Linked DNA regions of Mus musculus: all the other regions are linked to region 1. A link is a contact called in public HiCAR-type data. All regions are on one chromosome and are shown on one strand. The core of a region is the stretch at or near the end of the contact, and the rest is flanking DNA. Distances in the headings are between cores, read along the strand shown. Region 1 holds the start of Zbtb8os (zinc finger and BTB domain containing 8 opposite strand). Region 2 holds the start of Zmym4 (zinc finger, MYM-type 4). Region 3 holds the start of Zmym1 (zinc finger, MYM domain containing 1).

Region 1 (4,652 bases), core at 761-3,260:
TATTAACCTTATAAATGACTTGAGAAATCAAATGTTTTGTTGAATAAACTGGACCCAGAATAACTTTTGAAAACGGTCAAGTTTTATATTACATGGCCAACTCCAGTCTTAAGAATGGCTATTCAACTCCATGCTGAGGGAAAAAACAAAAACAGGGCTGGAGAGCTGGCTCAGCGGCTAAGAGCATTGACTGCTCTTCCCAAGGTCCTGAGTTCAAATCCCAGCAACCACATGGTGGCTCACAACAATCTGTAATGGGACCCAATGCCCTCTTCTGGCTTCAGTGTATTCATACAAATAGAGATGACTTAAAAAAAAAAAGTAAAAGAAAAAGAAAAAAAAAAATCAAACAACAACACAACAACAGAGCATGTTTTCTTTGCAGGGTAAATTACAAAATGATCTTCTGTTTTTGACATTATTTCTAGTCGAGGAAAATAAATAGTACTCATAAGCTCTGATAATGTCCCCCCTGAGTGACTGGAGGGCAAAAAAATTAAAATATATGAACTATCAAAAATATTCAAGATTCGCGTCACCTGGTCACATCTGGAAGCCACTGGGCAGTTAAGCTGGGCCACTCCAGGGCATGGGTCATCACCAAATCATAAAGAAAAGGGGTGTTCTTCTTCCATATTTTGTACTCCTCGTTGATCACCCGTTCTTCCACTGCGTCGTCAAAGGCCGCTAAAATGTTTTTAAAAGACAAATCAAGTTAGCGAACGTAAACGGAAAGGGCACAAACCTCTCCAAGCCACCGGCGTAGCGCCCGGATTTTGACAACGAAATGGAGATTCATCTTAATCTCCCAGGTCGCGGGCACCAACGCCACTCTCGGCCGCGGCGGGCCGGAAGTCCTGGGGCCACCCCAGCCGGACACTCCGTTACTCCTTCGGGGGCCGATGGTGTCCAACCCCGAACGAAGCACGGTGGCGCGCGCCAAGTCCGCCAAACCCGGGGAGGAGACCTGCGCATCGAGCCTGGGGATGGAGAGCGGCGCCCCGAGTCTCGGCAGGCAGAGGGACCGGCAGGGAGCCTCGTAGTCGCCTAGGCCGGAGACCTGGCGTCGCCTCGCATCCGCTCCGGAGGAGCTGCTGCGCCGTTAGCCCGCCCCGCCGGGGAGCTCAGTCCTCAGGCCGGCGTCGCTGGGACGAGGCTCGCCAGAGTCGGGCCTGCTCTCCGTCTCAGGCCGCGTAACAGGCCACGACACAGCCCTACAAGCCAGCACCGTCCCTTCCGAGCCGGCCTCGGCACACTCACCTTCCTTGTCAGCCATGGCGGCAGGAGAGCCGGGAGGGGTTGGGGGATCCCGGGGTCGTGCGTTGCAGGAGGGGCGGGGAGGCTACGAGCGCTCCACTCCGCGCGCGCGGCCTCTATTGTTTCCTGCGGCCCGTGCGTAGGGGGCCGGCTCGCGTGCCTTCGCGCCAACACCGACCAATGAGAAAGCGCGGGTCTGAGGGGTGGGCGGAGCATCCGCCTCGCGGCCTATGGAGACGCTCGAGAGTCGTTTTCTCCAGAGTCCCGAGGCGCGCGCGCTCCGCCCCTTCTCTCTCCCCCACCCCCCACCACAGTCCGGAGACTTCCACGGATTGCGCGCGCGCCCCGCCTGCCGGGATGAGGCCCGTGCAGATCACGTGACATACACCCTACACGCTCATGCGCAGCCATCTTCTTAGCAGGCCGTTATGCTGACAACTCCCTCAGGGTAGCGAAAGAATTTGGAAGTGTTTCCGGGTCTGGTTAGCAACTCGGAGGGCCAGACGAGGAGAAAACGCATCACCGTTTAGACTTACAGGTGCCTAATTCAAGGTGGCGTCTTTTAACTGACTCCCTCGGTACTAATAGTGATGAGTGCAGGAAATAAGATGCTGGTCTCTAAAACATGTTATAAAAGCGGCAGGACCGAGCCTGGCAGCCCGGCAGCCCGGCAGCCGCAAGCGGGTATATCCTTCCGCGAGCTTGCAGAATGGAGTCCTGGTCCTTTTAGACCCGCTGCCAAGGGGGTGGGGTGTAGAGCGGAAGTTATGGCGCGGGGCCGAAGTCTGGCTGATGAAGGGCGGAAGTAAGAGTACCAACTCCGCAATCATGGCTCAAGAGGAGGAAGATGTTAGAGATTACAATTTGACGGAGGAACAGAAGGCGACCAAGGACAAGTATCCTCCAGTCAATCGAAAATATGAATGTGAGTAGGTGGCCCACATCTCTTGCATTCGGACAACCTGCGGCTTCCTGCTTCGCCCACTTCTTTGCCCTAAAGGTGCTCTGGCGTGATCACAGTGTGCCCCTCTTTGGACCCAATTTAGGGGGAAAGTGAAGAAAAAGATCACCTTACTAGAGAATGAAGAAACCCGAGGCCGTATCCCCTGCCCCCATCCATTCTAAAAGTCCATGTGTGCCTGAATCACACTTACCTTTGGGGATAGAGTTAAATGGTGTGGCGCTGGTCCAACATTTATCATTGTAAATTATACTTGTGCATTAGTTGTATTTTTAAGTGATTTCTGGGTTGTCCTCGAGTTTCTCCCAGTAGGGAATAGTGTGACCAGGTTAGAGTAATCAAGACATACCTTTTTCTGTGCGTGCGTGCGTGCGTACGTGTGTGTCCACAGCCCAAGATTGGATCTTATTACGTACTGCAACTTTTGCATCACGTTAAATTTTTTTGAAAGATAAAAATTTAGCCGGGGGCTGGTGAGATGACTCAGTGGGTAAGAGCACCCGACTGCTCTTCCGAAGGTCAGGAGTTCAAATCCCAGCAACCACATGGTGGCTCACAACAAGATCTGACTCCCTCTTCTGGAGTGTCTGAGGACAGCTACAGTGTATTTACATATAATAAATAAATAAATATTTAAAAAAAAAATTTAGCCGGGTAGTGGTGGCGCACGCCTTTAATCCCAGCACTTGGGAGGCAGAGGCAGGCGGATTTCTAAGTTCGAGGCCAGCCTGGTCTGCATAGTGAGTTCCAGGACAGCTAGAGCTACAGAGTAAGGCCCTGTCTCAGAAATAAAGAAATTTCTTATGTCTTTAATGGACATCCTAGACTAGTAGTCTACCCCTGAGCTATAATGGCTTCTGCCCTACAGTAGTCTTTGAGTATAGGGTTCCTGAGATTAAAAAATTTGAGAACCACCCTATATAGCAATGTATCATCTTTTTTAAAAAGTTGAAAGAATTGAGTATAATTTACCTATGCCCCAGTAAAGTGTTAAGTACTTTCCTTTTTGTGTGTGTGACAGGATTTCACTCTAACCCTCACTGACCTGGAACTCACTAGGTGATTCCCTGGTGCTGGAATCACAGACATGGTCCACCACACCTGGCCCAGATTATTATTGTTGCTAAACAGATCTCCCGGTGTAAGCAGCCCTAGTTTCCAGATAGACCAGTTCTGCCATCTTAGAAAGCTTCCTCAGTTCCTTTCCAGCCTCCTATCCCTGAAGCCACCATTGTTATAGTTTGGATTTCTGGAGTAGAGTTTTCTGTGTTAGAGATTCACATAAGTGGACTCATGCTCTTGGTTCCTTTATGTGTAGCTCATTTATCCCAGTCAAAGGTCACACAGGTAGACACAAGTCGAAGTGAGTATGGTTAAGTACAGGCGCCGTAAGAGCTGAGAGTCATTCCAGTTCACATAGAGACTGTTCTACATGGAGAATGAGGGGGGACAGAGCAAGGGCTCCTACAGTCAGGGGAGGGACAGAGTACAAAGGGCTAGTCACTGTAGTCACTGGCCAAGGCCACTTATGCCTGCTCCCTGCCACTTTTAGAAGCTTGAGTCCTGGCCTCCCACAGACTAGAGACAAGAGGCCCGGGTTGTGGGGATGATAACATTTCAAAGAACAGGTCTTTAGGGAAGATTGTTCAGATCTGGAAGGGATACAGAGTCACAGTTTTAAGGCTTTTTGGTACTTGCTGTAAAATAGGGAGATTCAGAGCCTCTTATCAAGCATTGGCTAGAACAAAGAGAGAATTCTACAGCCTTCATCAGGCTTTCCTCAGGCAAGCATTTTAATGAAGGCTTCTGCTCTCTCCTAAAGATGTGGCCCGATGCTATTAGAAGCCATGCTAGAGTTTGCTTAACTACAGTGTTTTGATGCAGGCATTATACTAAGAGTTCTGCAGATTTATAATAATGCTTATATCAGTTATTTATTTTGTTGTAGCAGGGAAAACACTCTGCCAGTGACCTCCATTCCTAGCTCCCTCCTCCTTTTAAAATTAGTTTCATTGGGGTTTGTGGTATTTTTAAGCATGGCGTTCTATGTACCTCAACACGTGAGCTCAATACATATATCAGATTGGCCTCAAACTTGTGGTCCCCCTGTCTAAGTCTACTGAAAACCTTAGTTGCACTACCAGGTCTACCAGCTTTACTGTTCTCTATGGACTCCAGGCCTCTCTCTCTCCCTCCCTCCCTCCCTTCTTTCATCTCTTTGCTTTACTTTGTGTTTCATGCTCACTATAACATCAAGAACATAGCACACATTAGGCAAGTACTCTATCACTGAGCCACATCCCCAAGCAGCATTCAGGGCTTCTGTTAAGTGACCTCTGAGAATACCTGCTAGTGGGGAGAATTGCTGGTTGCTGTGGCACACATGCTTAATCCTGGAGCTCTGGAGACAGAGGCAAGACAATCTATTCCAGGC
Region 2 (4,652 bases), core at 1,449-3,948, 2.4 Mb before region 1:
TTAATCCCAGCATTTGGGAGGCAGAAGCAAGCGGATTTCTGAGTTCGAGGCCAGCCTAGTCTACAGAGTGAGTTCCAGGACAGCCAGAGCTATACAGAGAAACCCTGTCTCAAAAAAAAAAAATTCCCTGCAATCCCTTTTCCACCTGCTAAATGTAATATTTACATACATGAGAAAGAATATACTTAAACAGTCTAATTTTCCTAAGATACTCTATAAAGCAAATGATATCACTAGTAACTGCATATCTCTGAATTTACACTATAATCTATCCTTTATAGTTAAATTAGTAGACCACACATATCACATGCATTCACTCAAGATAATGAAGATAGTTTACTACTAATCAGAAATTAGAAAACAATTCAGAATTTCAAAACATATGCATTCTATATCAGTACTTATTGTAAATGACCTGTTTGAACATACATTATATTAATACAGCTTAACCTGTTCAATGATAAATATATGAAGAGAGCCCAACATTTTGCAAACCTAAGACAACCAACATTACATTTTAATTATTAAAAATGCTAAAATGCAGTGTACTTAAAAGACTAATGGGGGCTGGTGAGATGGCTCAGTGGGTAAGAGCACCCGACTCCTCTTCCGAAGGTCCAGAGTTCAAATCCCAGCAACCACATGGTGGCTCACAACCATCTGTAAAGAGATCTGACTCCTTCTCCTGGAGTGTCTGAAGACAGCTACAGTATACTTACATATAATAAATAAATAAATCTTAAAAAAAAAAAAAAGACTAATGAATGACTGGGTAAAGAGATGGCTTGATGAAATAACTAGGTTTGGTAAACAAGAATCTGGGAAAACTGTCAATAGTAGAATCTAGGGGTTTGGGAATGCAGTAGCACCCTGAATCTAAACTGTATTTTTACTTTTATTGATGGTTATAAAGTTTTCTAATGACCTGTTAGAAACATCATTTACATTTTTAAAAAGAGAAACTCCTCAGGCTAGGAGTCTACCTCAGTGGTATAGGCTTGTCTATCAGATGTTAAGGCCCAGGATCCAATGACAGGACTAGAAGAATTAAAAAAAAAAAAAAACCTTAAATGCAACCAACACAAGCATTTGCAAACCTGTTTTCAAATCTCGGATCAAAACTCTGGACTTTGCAAACTTAATTATGTAAGATAGGAAATAAATCTACATTTCAGCCACAAATGGGCTGCATAGTTACTGTGAGGTTGAACTCTTCACAAAGCACTTCGTGCAATGTCAGGCACACAGTCAGCACTCAGGATGTTAACAGTATGCATCTTTGAATAGACATTTATGCTGAATGAAAAAGCATTTTTGGTTAAGATTCATGTTTTAAGCAGCTTGGTTTAACAACTAACTCATCATTTGGAGACCATTTCCAAAAGGAAAACTCCTGATAGGAAACTTAACAAACTTGATGCTTAACATGCTGGGTGAGGGGAAGTTTAAAAAAAAAGCCTTGAAAAACATTACTCAGTGGATAGTATTGTTCTCCATCTGAAGAAAATGAATCACAACTAAATTAAAAATAAAAAAAGTTTCAAGACAAACTTTTAAACGGCTTACAACTCCTGTGTAGACAAGGCTTTACCTAGGGCAGGCAAGGCTGGCTGGGTACATCCTAAGGACAAAACTTGTCACTCTTCCACGTTACTAACTGCAGGTAAAGAATGCTAGACTATAACACATCCGTGGCTATCAGAACACATTCCCCCAACTTCAAGACGACAACCCCACTTCTTCTAAGGTGAAGAGAGCACCATGTCCACTTTGGGGCTTGATAACGGTCAAGGGGGAGGGGAGTGGAGGCAGGAAGATGAATTGGCTCCGGGGTTCCCGCAGCACCCTCCCGGTTACTCCTCAGGAAACGACCAATCCTCCACGACTTCTTCCCGCCACCTCTACCCCCACCTGACCTCTCCCCAGAGAAACTTCCATAGACTCCCTTTTCCTCGAGGATGCAGAAGCGGAGTCTGACACCTTGCGTCTCCCAGGCTCCCCCCCCCCCCGAATACGCACCACCACCCACACGCCGGCAAAGGGAGGGGAGCCAAGCGGACCACGGCCCCCGCCCCTCCCCCTCCCCGCCGGCCACCGAGCTTTGTCCCACCTGCCGAGGGGACCCCGGTGCCGCCTCGGGCCGCCCCTCCCTCCGGCCGTCGACCACCGCGCCACCCGTGAGCTCCGGGCTGCTCGGGGCCGGCCGCGCCCCGCCCCCCGCCCGCCCGCCCGCCCGCCTGCCCGCAGCCCGCAGCCCGCAGACGGCCCGCGGCCTCACCTCACCTACCCTCTTTCGGGGGCCGGTCTCCACCTCCCGCTCCGCCATGTTGGGCCCCGCTCGGAACCGCGGCGGCTCCCGGCGCGGCGGCCGCGGCCCCTCTCGGCCCCCGCCCACACTGCAGACACCGGCGCTTCACCCGCTGCGGTTCGGTCCCCCTCGGCCCCCGCCGGGCCTGGCGCGGGAGTGACGAGGGGGGCGGAGGCCCGCGCGCTTAGCCGCAGCTCCTGGGGTCCCACGGGCGGGCGCGTGGGCGCAAGGGCCTGCCGGGGCAGGGGGGCCGGGACTCGGGGGGTTAATGGCCTCCAAGGGGCCCCGTGAGGAGGATTATTTTCTCTCAGAGAAATTCCTCCGCCAGTGGTTTTCTTAAAGGGATCTCCAAACCAGCCCCTTGCGCGCGCCCCTGATGCGCAGGCGCGCCACAAGCCCCTCCTCCCTTTCCCACCAAGCCCCCGGTCCTGAGCGTGCGCGGTGAGTGGCCCAGGCTAGGCCTAATCCTGTTAGTCTCTTTGCTGCCAGCAGCTGCTCCCACCACTCAACTATGGCCGCTCCCTTAAAGGGACCATGACGAAGGGATGATGTCAGAATGAAAGATCTTAATGGAAGGACTATCTGGTGAAATGTCAGTGAGGGGTTCACATCACCACCCTACACCTGACTACAGAGATATTGCCAAAAGGAGAGAACCCTGATGAGCCAAAGTTCTCAGTGACCCTATGAACATGAAGAATCCCAACCAAGAAGAAAACAAGACTGTTATCTGAAGGAGAAACCAACAGCTTGTCAAGTAAAGGGCGTCGACTCTCAAGGAACAACTTCCAACCTTAAAACCAGATCCACTGGTAGTGTTGAAGGCAGAACCAATAACTGAAGACAATTTCCTCAATACCTGCTTGCCATTAGAATACTAAAATGAAAAAGGATCTTAGAAACCATCTACTCCATTGCTTTCAAAGTTAACATTGCCAGTATGGTCATTTGAAATAAATTAATTTACCTCAAGATATCGAGTGGCTGGTGAGGAGCTAGAACACAGTCTGGAATTGCATTCCTCCAGGATTCTGAACACACAAAACTGTCGTCAAGGCAAAAGAACATAAAATGTCAAGAGTCTTGATAGTTCAAGAACATGGCTGCTCTCCTGAGAAGTTTCATGGTGATGACCTGCAACTGCTGTGTGCCATCATTTGCCTCCACTGAAGGAATTTGAGGGTCTGACTTAAAGAATAGGAGCTTGAACTGTCAAGGCAGGAAATCCAAGGGTAGGCACTATCTTCCCTGAAGCACAACGAAGCCAAAGATAATGAGAGCTGAAGTCCCCTCTTGGATTCTTAATGAAGACATAGGCACAACAGACAGACATATAGTAAAAAATACAAGGAAATTAGTTTAGGTTGGTTGGAGTTGGGTTGGTTGGAGTTGGATTGGTTGGAGTTGGGTTGGTTGGAGCTAGGTTGCTATGTAACCCAGAGTGGCCTGAAACTGCTGGTCTTCCTGCCTTGACCAAGTGCTTGGACTGCTGGTATACTAGGAAATCCCCAAAGAACTAATTAAAAAAAATGTTTAAGTCTCTGAAGAGTTGTTATTCTCCATGGCAATACAAGGGGACCCAGAGCTCCTCTGCTCACAGGGTGAAAGTTGCTCTACAGCTGTACTTCTGTGTGTAAGTCAGTAGCTCTTTGAACCCAGGAACATTGGCTGAACACTGAAATGGCTGAAAGTTTCCATGCTGGTCCTTGATTCTCCCTTGGGCCTGTTATCTTTTGTTTCACTTATGGGTAGAACAAAAAGAAACATGTTCACTTCTGCCAGATAATGTTTTTTTTTTCATATCCTAGACTCTTTCCTTACATGTCCAAAGCAAAAAACAAATAGAAAGGTTAAGAAAATATGTTTTCAGGGATTGTAGTTAAATATAAGACTGGATGGTTTCCACCTTTTTATGGGCTGTAGACTACTCCCTTCTAATAAAATCCAACAGCTTAAAAGTGGAACTTCTGAAGGGAACAGTTGAAAATAGATACCAGCCTGGTCTGCATAGATTGTCTAAAGTAAGAAAAGGGGAAAAAAATCAGGGGCTGGAGAGACGGCTCAGCGGCTAAGAGCACTTACTGCGCTTCCAGAGGCCCTGAATTCGATTCCCAGCAACCACATGGTGGCTCATAACCATCTGTAATGGGATCTGATGCCCTCTTCTAGTGTCTGAAGACAGCTACAGTGTACTTACTTACATATAATAAATAAATCTTTTTTAAAAAATCAGGAAAAGTGAAACTTCTGATATTCAACTGAAAGTGGGGACCCCAGCTTCAGCCATGTCCTCTCTTCTTCTACTCATGCATCCTCCTATCATTAGAAAAATGCCAGGCTTTTT
Region 3 (4,652 bases), core at 824-3,323, 2.3 Mb before region 1:
ACACCTTTCATTTTAGAGGCTACTTCTGGATATGAAACCGAACTCACAATAGCATAATATTCAAAGGCAATTTTAGAAAACAGACTAACTTGGCTATTTGACTGATCAAAAACAAGTTATGATTCATACTATTACCATTGTATGAAAATGTGGAGTTTCTTTTCTCCTGAATTTTGGGTTGTTGGATTTGACAATGCTCTTTTAAAATAGAGAACTGAACATAATGTACAAAGTATACTCAAGGCAACTGGCCAACTCAACAGAAAATGGCAGATTAAGGGAGAGCCTGCTGGACCCTCCACATAACTGCCCTGAGCACCAAGCTATGGAGTGTTGTGTGAGCGAACACCAGGCTATGGTGTGCTGTGTGTGCTTCCTTCCCGTTTACCCAGGATTTCCCAATTAAAAAAGAAACATTTTAAGACTTACATTTAGGATTAGAAGGGTGATTCATTGGTTAAGGGCACTTTGTTGCTCTTACAGAGGACCTGGGTTCAGTTCCCAGCACCTGTAACTCCAGTTTCAAGAGATTTAACCCCAGCTTCTGGCCTCCTCCAGCTCTTGAATACATGTGGTGTGCTGAAATTCACATAGACGCATACACATATAATTAAGTAAAAGTTCTAACAGTTACATTAATTACCACTGGAAGTGTGCATGCTTGTAAGGGACTGTACTCATGATGCATGGCATGTGTGGAGAAGTCAGTCTTGGCCATTAATCTCAGGCTGGCAGGCTTGACTGCAAACACCTTTACTCACCAAGCCATTTTTCCGGGTTCTCAACATAGGAATTTTAAGTTGCATTTATTTATTTGTTTCGGGGTGGTAGAAACACACATATCAAGACAACCTATGGTAGTTCATTCTCTCCTCATACCATGTAGGGCCTGGCGATCAAACAGGTTATCGGATTTGGGGGCAAGAATCTTTACCCTCTGAGCCATCTCACTTGCCCTTTTCTTCTTCACAGAGTCTCCTTACATTTCAAAAAAAAAAAAAAAAAAATCCCAAAATAGGAGAGCTTGGAAGTCAGAGGAAGAAAGATCAGGAGTTCAAGGTAACTGTGAGCAACATGATAGCCAGTTTCAACCATCCCCAGAGCCAAAACAAACAAACAAACAAACAAACAAACAAATGTACAGTAATCTCTTACTATTGGTATGAGTTACCAGCAATGAACCACAGTCCAAATATGTTACTTGGGGGGCTGGCGAGATGGCTCAGTGGTTAAGAGCGCCGACTGCTCTTCCAAAGGTCCTGAGTTCAAATCCCAGCAACCACATGGTGGCTCACAACCATCCATAACGAAATCTGATGCCCTCTTATGGAGTATCTAAGGACAGCTACAGTGTACTTACATATAATAAATCTTAAAAAAAGAAAAGTTCCTTGGAAATATTTGGAAGTAACAATGTAACAAGTAACAATGTTCAAGGTCCTCTAACTAGCACTGTAGACTAAGAGATCCAATGGCCTCTGCCTCCCTGCCAGGATTAGAAAAATGGGCAGCCACCGCCAGCGCTAACCTGCAAATTTCACTCACAGAACTCTACAGATAAAACTATTTGCTTCTATCTCTCTCCAGCCCGATGTTTTTGTTTTTTGAATCCAGGTCTCATTAAGTAGCACTGATTGGCCTAGAACAGACTTTATAGAACAGCCTGGCTTCGAACTCAGAGAACCCCCTGCCACTCGTGTGATGGGATTAAAGGCAAGGGCCAACACACCCAATCTGTTTATGTCTGAAAAATACACTGCTTAATGGAAAGAGAGCCACAGGTGTAACGGAAGGCAGTTACAGAAAGAAGCCGCAAGAGACCAAACGCACCAAGCTCAGTCACCGCACAGAGGCCAGGACGCTAAGAAGCCTGGAGGCCGGGGGCACGACTCTCCTGACACTGTGGTCTTCCTACCTGTCGCGTCACCCTCCTCAGGACGGGAGAAATGCCGCCTCTCTCTGGAAAAGCGGGCCTGAGCGGCTCCACGAGGATGGCTGATCTGTCTCCAACTCAGCGGCGGGAAGCGCCCACTCGCATTTTGCCGTGCAAACAACCCCGCCGGCTCCGCCCCTCTCCCGGAGGCCTTTGCGGCTGAGCATGCGCACCGCGGTCCGCCTGGGGCGCGGAGGCGGGGGATGGACTAAGCAGGAGAGGTTGACGGGGCGGGTCAGGGGGGTTTAGTTTTAGGCTATCCTTAATGTCACCTTAGCTGCCCGTTTTTCGTTTTTTGTTTTGTTTTGTTTTTTGTTTTTTTTTGTTTTAAGACAGGGTCTCACTTATGTACCCCTGACTGTCCCGGAACTCACTATGCAGACCAAGCTGGTCTTGAACTTAGAGAGGTTCTCCTGACTCTGCCTCCCTAGTTCTGGTATTAAGGGAATATGTCATCACATGGGCATATTTGGGTCCTTAAAGGCAGGAGTGAGGGGGCACAGGCCTGTAAGATGAAGGTGTGTGGTTAAAAATTCAAAACCAACCTTATTTTACAAACGGAACAACAAAAGCTGGGGGATTGAGACAGAGCAACGAGATGACAGAGCCTATTAAGGAGTTTACCGCAAAGTCTGACTAGCAGGGTTCTGTCACTGGAATCCATTTAGTGGAAGAAGAGAACAGATACCTGCAAATTGCTCCTTGACCTCCGCAATGTGCACATAAACACAATAAATACATACATGCATACATAAATAAAATTAAGGGCTAATGCAACATTAGTGACTCAGATGTTGAGTTACAACTTTAAAAACATGGTTGTAAATAGTCTCAGAAAAAGAGGAATGAAAAAGTAGGGACAGATGGGTATAGCTAAAGAATTAAGGAGGGAGCAGATCATTTTGATTATTTCTAAGTTTTTTTGTTTTTTTTTTTTGGTTTTTCGAGATAGGGTTTCTCTATAGCCTTGACTGTCTTGGAACTCACTTTGTAGACCAGGCTGGCCTCGAACTCAGAAATCCACCTGCCTCTGCCTCCGGAGTGCTAGGATTAAAGGCGTGTGCCACCACGCCCGGCTTCTAAGTCTTAATAGTAAAGAAAAATATAAAGTTTAATGATCTATTCATCTTGTCTTTGACCATAACTTCCATCTATCTTTTCTCTCTCTTTCTTTCTTTCTTTCTTTCTTTCTTTCTTTCTTTCTTTCTTTCTTTCTTTCTCTCTCTCTCTCTCTCTCTCTCTCTCTCTCTCTCTCTTTCCTTCCTTCCTTCCTTTCTTTTCTTTTCTTTTTTTTTTTTTGAGACACTGTTTCTCTGTGTATCCCTGGTTGTCCTGGAACTCACTCTATAGACCAGGCTGGCCTCAAATTCAGAGATTCTCTGCCCTCCAAGACTGGCTCTCACCTCTTCCTTCCTTCCTTCCTTCCTTCCTTCCTTCCTTCCTTCCTTCCTCCCTCCCTCCCTTCCTTCCTTTGAGACAGAATCTCACTGTGTAGACAGGCCTAGAGCTCAGAGAGATTTGCCTGTTTCTGCCTTCTGAGAGCTTGGAATTAAAGGTATGTAGGAATTAAAGGTATGTACCACCATAGCCTTCACTTGCTCTACGCACTCTCCTCTCTCCCCCTCCCCCCTTCTCTCTCTCTCTCTCTTTTTTGTTTTTCGAGTCAGGATTTCTCTGTGTAGCCCTGGCTGTCCTGGAACTCACTCTGTAGACCAGGCTGGCCTTGAACTCAGAAATCCGCCTGCCTCTGCCTCCCTAATGCTGGGATTAAAGATGGGCACCACCACTCGCCGGCTTGTTTTGTTTTTTAAATGCTGGAGAGTCCTGTAAATAATCCAAATCAAAGTCATTGGTTCACCATGTTAAACTTTGGTGGCATCGGTACTTTGGTCTGTCATGGGTTCCCTTTCTGGGGTGAGAAGATGTGTGTGTTTTGTTTCCCCAGGAAAAGTTTTGTCACATGACAGCATCTTTTCCATTTCCCAAGACAAGTAGCTTTCTCAGTAGGGTTTATGAGCTCCCCAGTCCCAGGCTTTTAGGGTATTTTCAGGACCTGATGTAAGTTCTTTTCTGCAGAGTAGAGATCAAATCCAATCAGAAACATAGTTAACCCCATAACAGACTTGCTATCATGGTGGACTCATCTTCCCTGGCTGGTGGATTGGCCAAGCCCACTCAGTCAGTCAACAGGTTCTCCATCGGGGGAGTGAGGATTAAAAGGAAAAAAGACAGTTAGACAACATTGTAGCGTGACCCCAGTCAATTCTGAGACTGTAGGCAAATTTTTATTTTCCAACCCACTTTTTATACCACTTTAATTACATGCAAGTATTTTGGGCAAGCGATTCAATAAGGAACAAAACAGCTGTAAGATATATATATATAGAGAGAGAGAGAGCCCTGGCTGTCCTGGAACTCACTCTGTAGATCAGGCTGGCCTCGAACTCAGAAATCCTCCTGCCTCTGCCTCCCTCTGAAAAAGGGCTTATCTTAATGACCGAAATACTTGAGCCCACTTCCTCCTCCAAGCCCAAAAATCTTGTCTGAGGACTAGTTCCACCCTAAGTTTACAATTCCTGCCTTATCCTACTTCCCTATCACAGCCTAAAGTTAGTTTCTTGTCTTATCTTGCCCTGATAGAACCTAGTGGGGAAACCCACACTCAATTCCTGATTCGGCGTGCACCCAAAAAATCACGAAGGACCATCTTGATGTAATT

The links. HiCAR-type assays count read pairs that join an accessible place to other places.
Region 2: a contact with region 1 is called in a HiCAR-type map of astrocytes, with 4 times the contacts expected there. The contact joins the promoter of Zmym4 here to the promoter of Zbtb8os in region 1.
Region 3: a HiCAR-type map of astrocytes shows a contact between it and region 1, with 4 times the contacts expected there. The contact joins the promoter of Zmym1 here to the promoter of Zbtb8os in region 1. A contact is called at or near these places in 2 of 39 promoter capture datasets (hippocampal neurons and pre-B cells), 1 of 484 Hi-C or Micro-C datasets (B cells) and 3 of 115 datasets of contacts at active chromatin or transcription factors (astrocytes, embryonic forebrain and large pre-B cells).

The regions. Positions count from the first base shown.
Region 1 is chr4:129,333,958-129,338,609 of GRCm38.p6, forward strand. It overlaps Zbtb8os (zinc finger and BTB domain containing 8 opposite strand), which reads left to right and starts at 2,011. Exons shown (of 7, transcript NM_025970.4): 1 at 2,011-2,182. The coding sequence starts at 2,086. Rbbp4 (retinoblastoma binding protein 4, chromatin remodeling factor) reads right to left here and starts at 1,413. Exons shown (of 12, transcript NM_009030.3): 1 at 1,261-1,413; 2 at 540-687. The coding sequence starts at 1,276.
Region 2 is chr4:126,965,529-126,970,180 of GRCm38.p6, forward strand. It overlaps Zmym4 (zinc finger, MYM-type 4), which reads right to left and starts at 2,699. Exons shown (of 30, transcript NM_001114399.2): 1 at 2,288-2,699. The coding sequence starts at 2,326.
Region 3 is chr4:127,059,081-127,063,732 of GRCm38.p6, forward strand. It overlaps Zmym1 (zinc finger, MYM domain containing 1), which reads right to left and starts at 2,074. Exons shown (of 8, transcript NM_026670.5): 1 at 1,916-2,074; 2 at 430-579.